Linked DNA regions of Sus scrofa: regions 1 and 2 are each linked to region 3. Evidence: chromatin contacts called from public HiChIP or PLAC-seq data. All regions are on one chromosome and are shown on one strand. The core of a region is the stretch at or near the end of the contact, and the rest is flanking DNA. Distances in the headings are between cores, read along the strand shown.

Region 1 (2,700 bases), core at 162-2,661, 48 kb after region 3:
GGTCTGGCTCCAGGAACTTGGTGAGGCTGAGAACCTGTCCCAGGGATCAGGTGACCTCATTAAAGATGCACCAGCCTCCCCAGATGGCACAGTGCCCAGCAGATGAACCTGATCCAAAGGAGTCCGTGATGAGAGCCAGATTCTGCCACCTCACCCCTTGTCTTAGCCCATATTGGCCAGGAATGATGAAAACTTCTCTCTCCACAGAAGCCTCCTTCCTGGGCCTAGGAGTTCTTGAATTTGATCATTTGGAATGGCTCCAGAAAAGTCCTCTTCCATTCATGAAGTCCATTTACAAAGTCCTTGGGCTCAGGACCCACTGTGGTGCCCCGATGACTGCAGCCCTACAAGCTGCGCCCTTAATAGGGCCCTGCCCTATACCTACACTCAGCCTCTGTGAACCGGAATGGGAGGTCCCAAGGCCCATGGTCAGTGCCCTGGGCTTACATTTCACTGCTTTGTCTGGGCTGGAAAATGATTCCTCTCCCCAGGGATGCACGTGCCTCTCTCCCTGTTTCCTGGCTACAGGTTCCAAAGAACTGGAGCCCCTGAATTATTGCTGAGTTCCTCTGGTCAACCTGGAAGGCACCAGGTTCTGATGCGAGGGGAAAGGCTCTCTGGCTCTATTCCCACTCTGAGTACACAACACCTAGGTTGTACCTCTCTCTGCCTTTGATGCCAGGCCAAGCATCAAAAGATGAGAAAGTAGTCAAAGATGAGAGGTCCTTCTGTGAGGACCTCCTTTCCTTGTGAGAGGATCTGACCCCTCTTAAGACTAACAGGATGCCTTCCATGAGAACACGGGTTCAAGCCCTGGCCTCGCTCATTGGGTTAAGGATCCTGCATTGCCGTGAGCTGTGGTGTAAGTCACAGACTCAGCTCAGATCCCGCATGGCTGTGGCTCTGGCATAGGCCGGCAGCTACTGCTCCAATTAGACCCCTCGCCTGGGAACCTCCATATGCCGTGGGTGCGGCCGTAAACACACACACACACAACTCACAGGATAGGAAAAACCGGGGACAGGTGAGAAGTGCCGAGGCTTTCTCAGGAACCTGAGATGTCTCAGCAAGTCCTGCGAGGGCCGCGATCCCAAACGTATTCATTTTCATTCATTTATTAATTCATTAACATCACATTGTTCAGTGCTTCCAGGGAGATGTAGCATGCCCCCCCACCCCCATCCCAACGCGGAGTCTAAGATCTGGGAGCCTGGAAGAGGTGATGGGGCCAGAGGACGGCACTGAGATAGGATGGGCCAGGCGGGGCGGGTAGGGCAGCGGACCACCCTGAAGCCCCCAGGGCACGCACCACCCGCCCCTCCAGCGACCTAAGAGGACGCGCTTCCCGGAGCCCCGCCCCGAGTTCGGTCACTGACGTCGAGGGCCTCCTGAGGGCGCTCAAGGGCGCTGCTCGCGCGAGTGACGTCATCAGAGGCGGTCCGCCGGAGCCTGCTCAGTCCCCGGCGTCACATGGCGTCACTGCACAGTCCGGAAGTGCCCACACGTGTCCTCCCAACTCGGCTCTAGGCCCGTTGGTCCCGCTGTTACCAGCAATGGGTCGCTCTCGCCGAACCGGCGCACACCGAGCGCACTCCCTGGCCCGCCAGATGAAGGCGAAGCGGCGGCGGCCGGACCTCGATGAGATTCACCGCGAGCTGCGGCCCCAGGTTGCCACAAGGACCCGACCAGACCCCGGCGCCGAGCCCGACCCCGACCTGCCAGGGGGCGGCCTGCATCGCTGTCTGGCCTGCGCGTGAGTCCCGGCCGGCTGCGGCCTGAGGAGGAGAAGGGTCGGCCTTTCGGGCTGGGGGTGTTGAGATCCGGGCCCTAGGGAACGCAGGGTTTTCTTTCCTGGGATTCATGGGTCTGCTGGCCTCCCATCCCTTCAAGCCTGGAGCCTAGCATCGGGAAATGAGCTAGGGTCAGGGAGATAGGTGTACCTGAGAGGCATCACCTTCTCACTTCTCCTTACCCCCCATCCCTACAGGAGATACTTCATCGATTCTGCCAACCTGAAGACCCACTTCCGATCCAAAGACCACAAGAAAAGGTATAAGAAGAGAATTAATGGATGGGTGTCGGGCAGGCGGGACTCGAATCTGGTCAGCTCTCAGTTCCTGTTCTTTTTCCCAGGTTGAAGCAGCTGAGTGTGGAGCCCTACAGTCAGGAAGAGGCAGAGAGGGCAGCGGGTATGGGTTCCTATGTACCTCCCCAGCGGCTGGCAGTGCCCACAGAAGTATCCACTGATGTCCCTGAGATGGACACATCTACTTGACAGATCCTGAGAATTCAAGGCAGAAGAGTTGCCCATGGACAGTGATGCAAGGGCCAGTCTGGGAGAGACTGTACCAGTCTGTTTTGGCCCGGGGTTTGGGGAGTGGATGGCCTCTTCCCAGTGCCCTCCCTCCCAATAAAATAACTGGATAAAGGGGGCTTGCCCCTGACTCTAACCCCCAGGCCACTACTCCAAACTCATGTCCTGTAAGTTTCTCTACTACTCCTGTGCATGGGACCCAGGCTGCTTGGGCTTTATCCACCTTTGGTACCTGTATCCTTACCTTCCCTCTGGGATCCTGGCATCTGAGCCGAAACCCCCCATTGGAGCCTAGGTGTGTGGGCTGGGTAAGATCAGGTTTATAACAACCCTGCTTCTAATGAGGGCAGGGAGTGATCCCCAGAAAAGAAGTAGGCTCCCAAGAT
Region 2 (2,700 bases), core at 74-2,573, 35 kb before region 3:
ATGAGCTGTGGTGTAGGTCGCAGATGAGGCTTGGATCCCGTGTTGCTGTGGCTGTAGTGTAGGCCAGAAGCTGCAGCTCCAATTCAGCCCCTAGCCTGGGAACTTCCATATGCCATGGGAGTGGCCCTAAAAAGCAAAGAAAAAAAAAAGGTAAATCTCCCCATCCTGAGATGAGAGAACAGTCACTTACACAGGGAGCATCTGAGGAGTGACTAAGCAATCAACAGGTTTGGAGGTCAACAGACCTAGGTTCAAGTCCCAGTAATTCTCTCAATGACTTTGAGCGAGCAACCTTCTCTCTCTAAGCCTCAGTTTGCCCATTCATTAAATGGGCCTATAATTAGAGCCAGCTCATAGGGCTGCTACTTTATTATTTATCTATTTCTTTATTTTAGCCATGGCCACTGCCTGTGGAAGTTCCTGGGCCAGAGATCAAACCCACACCATAGCAGTGACAACGCTGAATCCTTAACCACCTGGCCACCAGGGAACTCCCTAGGGCTGCAGCTTTAAAAACAAAGTAGTGAGAGGACATGTTGTGAAGTGCTTCTGGGGGAATCAGGAGCACTTTCTTAGGGAGAGGAAGCCTCTCCTGCCCCATAGTATAGGAAACAGCTTCAAAAAGGAAGATGCCTCTACTGCCCAGGGCCTCTCGGCCACCGGGCCACCCCTCTCCTAAAGCTCTGGGCCCCCTGCCACCTCCCAGCTGGCTCCAGCCCCTGGGGTCTGGTTTCTCTCTCCTCTCTGCTTGCCTCTCCCACTTATCGCTTGAGGCATTTGACTCCTGATTGGAGAGTCAACGGCTGCTCAGGGCAGGGGTGGGGTAGCTGCAGGCAGGGTCGGGAGGGGACATGTGCGTCATGGAGAAGGAATGGGGCAGCCAGAGCTGCCTCCCTAGCCCCCTCAGCCCCTTCCAGAAGCCTCCGGAGCAGCCATTCACTTCAGCAGGGAAACAACCCCAGGCTGGAAGGGGCCCGGGCTAAGCAAGAAGTGCTCTTTGCATTTCCATCACGGGTAAACTGAGTAGCCACTTGGGACCCCCGGACTAGGCCATGCCCAGCACTGACCTGGAAGATGTCGTTGGCACACTTTCGGCAGAGGTTGTGCTGACACGGCAAGATGACCACCGGCTTGGTAAACATCTCCAGGCAGATGGGGCAGATCAGCTGCTTCTCCAGGTTCTCCATGGGGTTCCCATCCTGGATCAGGCTTGACTTATAATCCATATTGTTGGGAGACGTGGGGACCCGCCTGGCTGCCTCCTTCACCTGCTCTAAGCAAACCTGGGGTCTTGCCTTTGTCACAAAATACCCACCCGGAGCCTCTTTGCCCTCTTCTCCTGGCGCCTGAATTCTGTCTTGGTCTGAGGCCCCTCTGATATTTATAGCTGAACCCCGGTCACATGAGCCCCAGGAGGGGACCAGCTGAGCATTCCGGTGCCAAGTGGCTGGCGAGGCTTGAGTTTCCTCCAAGCCTGAAAGACTGGCCCTCTCAAATCACATGTGGGGATGAGCAATCGCTGTTCCCTGGGGATGGGGGTCGAAAACAAGAACAGCCTGTCCGTGGGCAGCTTGTGGCAGGACTGGGTACCCAGAATGTCTCCAGAAATTCACCTCCTCCCACCGCAGTCTGGTAAGGAGGGGATGGGCCACTGGGGTTTGTGGGTTAATAGCCGGTACCCCCTCCCTGACCTAAATCAGGTCCGTGCCCTCCTCTGCGTCCCGATGAGGCCCATCCCTCAGCACAGCATGTGGCTGGAGAACTTGAGACCCCCCTTCTCCACCATCATCCGGGCTAGCCCATCTCTCAGCCACTGATTCCACTTTCATGCTGATAGTGTTCCCTTGAGATAGAATCCGTTCCCCTCATTTTATAGCTTTTGACACCGAGGTCTAAGAAGGAAAGGACCTTATCTGAAGTCATTTAAAAGGTAAGTGGCAAAGGCAGGAATCTTATTCATTCACCAGACATTTTCCTGAGTACTAACTATCATGAGGCACCAAGGTGAAGGATAAATGAGTGATCCTTTTGCCCGCCCTGGGATGCTCACAGCCTAGTAGGGGAGACCGACTGAAATGGTCCGAAGCCCTACCTAGCCACTCAGAAGTTATCCAGATGTTCCCCTTGGCACAACTTTAAAATTTTCTCCACGTCCTTCTGGACAGTCCTCCATGTTGGCAGGTAGAAGACATTAGATATGCTTGACTCAGGAGTCCAAGCTCCTTATGTCTCTACGGAACATGAGGTCAACTCTGCCAGGCGCTGGAGAAGGATGAGTGTTGAAAAGAGGTCATCGCTTCTTCCTTGCTCAGTTTTGTTCAGGGATCTGGTAGCACTGTTCTCCAGGAAGGAGGTCCTTTCCACTGATTCAGGAAACAAAGGCTTCTGAAGCAGCCTATTATGGAATCGTGTTCTCCTTTGCCTAAGAGACATAGTTATGGCCAAGGAGACCCAAAGGCTGGCAGAGGCAGGCTGGAGATGAAGGATCTCCTCCTGAAAAAAAAGTAAACTATCAGAAGAAAGCTTTATTCTTGCCTTTGCATGAGGTTCTAAGAGGGTAAGGCAGATATCGTGGAACCAAGAAGGGACAAGTCTGAAAAGAAATCAGCTCTTGAGGATGGTAAACAGGAACCATAGAAAGCACTGGGGTTGTTGATGTCATCATTATGCTGCCCATTTACACCCCCAACCACCAGAAAT
Region 3 (2,700 bases), core at 143-2,642:
TGAAAGAGTAAATACATATGCAATGTGGCCATAGATTGCTAAATTTCCTTAATTAGAGTTACATCATTTTGCCTCCCCACCAGCAATGTATAGCAATGCTATCCTCTGGAGTATTTTGGCACCATAATTTTGGCAGATAGAGGAGCCTGGAGAAATGAATCATAGACAAAGTTTCTGTCCCCAGGAACTCTCAGTCTAGTAGAAAGCCTATTGGCAAACATACTCATATAATGTAATTTTCAGAGCAGATTTATTCTGAAGCTTAAGTTTCAGAGTCCCTCACTTACAAAGACCCTTTCCAAATCCCTAGCAATGGGTTCATTTTGTAATCTTTTTCCTAAAGAGGACATGCCAAATTATTTAAACATCTACCTCACAGACTTTAGAGTCAGTTTCTTAACTTTGGGGTTTGGGGAGTGGATTCCAAATTCTGCAGCCAGCTTGAGAGGAGGAATTCCTGTATTTAATGACTGAGACAAACTGAGACAAACAAAAGGACAAGGCTCCTTTGACCAAGAGACACCCCTCCCCTGATTCTGATCAGTTACCCCACAGGTGTCCAGCTGGCTATCTACACAGAGCCCTCTATTTTCCCTGTAGTTTTTTTGTTTTTTGCTTTTTAGGGCTGCACCTGAGGCATATGGAAGTTCCCAGGCTAGGGGTCAAATCGGAGCTGCAGCTGTGAGCCTACATACACCACAGCCACAGTGACCCGGGATCCAAGCTGCATCTTCGACCTATGCTGCAGCTCACGGGCATCGTGGATCTTTAATCCAATAAGCGAGGCCAGGGATCAAACCCACATCTGCATGGATACTAGTTGCGTTCTGAACCGCTGAGCCACAATGGGAAGTCCTTTCCTCTACTTTCAAGGGTAGAAAGCAAGCCTTAGATTACATCAGTATTCCCAGGAGACAGCTAACCTCACTTCGCACTCAGGGCAAAAGCCTGAAGGGATTACAGAGCAGGGGGTTTTGGGGGCGGGGGTAAAGGGGTCACACCAGCTGAGTGGGTATTCAAGGCAGGTGCTCCCCCCTCAAAACAAACAACTTTCGCCAAATAAGACAAAGATCCGTTTTTGCTTTTGTTTTTCACCTCTAAAAGCAAGATTCGTCATAAAGCCTGTCCTTGTGGGGTTTGGTTGGGATTAGGAGACAACATTTAAAGACTTAACCCAGCCCCAGACTTTGCAGAGAAGCTGCATAAGTGGAGGACAGAAAATAAAATGGGTAATTGGTTGATTCTTGAGGGCAGGAGCAGGGATTCTTTGCACATCGTGCCTTGTACAGCACTGGGAGGAGGACTAGCCACTTTATTGACAAATAGTTGGTGCAGAATAAATCAGTTTAGAAGGAATGAAGGTTTCTGGCAGATAAAATATCGAACGACCGATTGGTCCGGGTCTCTGAGCAAGTGACAGTCCCGGACTGGCTATGAGGTGAACGCTTCCCTGGATTTGGCTGACAGCTGTCGGGTACCCCAATGACTCAAGCTGACCGTCGGGCCCCAAGAACGGCTGTCTTCGCTGTCAATCCCGGCTCCCGCCAACCCGGGCCTCCCCCTCTAGATGCGCAGGGCGGGGGTGGGGGAGGCCGACCCTCCACGAAGAGCCCGCGGGTGCCGCCACCGGGTAGGCGTGCGCGCGCGGCAACGGCCAAGTGCGGGCGCCACGGTCCCTTCCTCCCCACTGGGGGCAGGGCGCCCGTGACTCGCGGCGGCCGGGCACCGGAACAATGCGGCTTCGGCTTCTTTAAGGGAGATACCACCGCGCCGGCGGGGCAGGGGACTGCATCTTCCCAGATGATCGCACCCAGCCCCGCGCCGCCGCTGCCTCGGCAACTCCACCGCCCGCAAAAATGGCTCAGTGACTCTGACAAAAGGTGCAGCCTCCCGCTCGGCGGGGTGGACGCCAGGCCTCCCAGCTCGGGCCGTGCCTCCCCGCGAGCCCGCGGAAGAGGCCCGCATCCTGCAGGCATCTCAGGCCCGCGCCGAGGAAGATGCACCAGGCGTTCCACCCCAGCGACCCCGCACACCTGCCCGCAGCTCGGTAGGTCGTGAATGGAGGCGGGGCGGGGGAGGGGAGGGCGCCGACAGCACGCACCCCTAGGCCCGGACCTGCTGCTGCGGACCACCCAGGACCGCAGGCCGTGCGAGCCTGCCGCAGCTGGAAGGCGACCGAGTCCCGTGCATGGAGCGGCCTCCGACTCCCGGGCCCGACCACCCCTGCGGGGAGGGGCACGAGTGGTGCGTTCCGGAGCGCGCACCCCTTCCGCGACTCCCGTGTCCTGAAAGCCAGGGGAGCCGGGAGGAAGCCAGCGGAGCGCCGGGCGCGCGCCCAATAGGACTGGAGCTCGGCGTCCCCGCTCGCGCTACGGAAAGCCGGAGGGGGGCGGGGCCGCGCGGCGTAAGGGGGTGTGTCCGCGCGCACCACGGGGGCGCGCGCCGGCCTCTGACTGGAGGCCGCGGCGGCGGAGGCGCGAGCTGCCCGATAATGGCGGCCTGCAGAGCCCGTGAGAGGGAGAAGCGGCGGCGGCTACCCTGAGGTAAATCTGGCCCCTCGGCCTGGCAGAGAGGCCTTGAAGCAGAGCCGAAGGCCCTGCACGTGCCTCCGGCCCCAGGAGTCCTGTCACAGGGCTGTCAGCACAGTCATCCTGGGGAAGGCCCCTCGCACCTCAGGCCTCCGGCCCGCACCCCTCAGGC

Evidence for each region. HiChIP or PLAC-seq counts read pairs in DNA pulled down with a chosen protein or histone mark.
Region 1: an H3K27ac HiChIP or PLAC-seq map of skeletal muscle shows a contact between it and region 3, with 2.8 times the contacts expected there. The contact joins the promoter of ZNF593 here to the promoter of PDIK1L in region 3. A contact is called at or near these places in 2 of 5 promoter capture datasets (fetal liver and liver), 25 of 47 Hi-C or Micro-C datasets (adipose tissue, alveolar macrophages, blood and 15 more) and 2 of 2 datasets of contacts at active chromatin or transcription factors (alveolar macrophages and skeletal muscle).
Region 2: a contact with region 3 is called in an H3K27ac HiChIP or PLAC-seq map of skeletal muscle. The contact joins the promoter of TRIM63 here to the promoter of PDIK1L in region 3. A contact is called at or near these places in 4 of 47 Hi-C or Micro-C datasets (embryonic fibroblasts, epiblast stem cells, fetal heart ventricle and 1 more) and 1 of 2 datasets of contacts at active chromatin or transcription factors (skeletal muscle).

What each region holds. Positions count from the first base shown.
Region 1 is chr6:83,589,429-83,592,128 of Sscrofa11.1, forward strand. ZNF593 (zinc finger protein 593) reads left to right here and starts at 1,412. Exons shown (of 3, transcript XM_021095611.1): 1 at 1,412-1,753; 2 at 1,988-2,050; 3 at 2,134-2,700. The coding sequence starts at 1,554. The coding sequence ends at 2,275.
Region 2 is chr6:83,506,148-83,508,847 of Sscrofa11.1, forward strand. TRIM63 (tripartite motif containing 63) reads right to left here and starts at 1,324. Exons shown (of 9, transcript NM_001184756.1): 1 at 1,068-1,324. The coding sequence starts at 1,226.
Region 3 is chr6:83,541,344-83,544,043 of Sscrofa11.1, forward strand. PDIK1L (serine/threonine-protein kinase PDIK1L) reads left to right here and starts at 1,393. Exons shown (of 4, transcript XR_001309276.2): 1 at 1,393-2,047.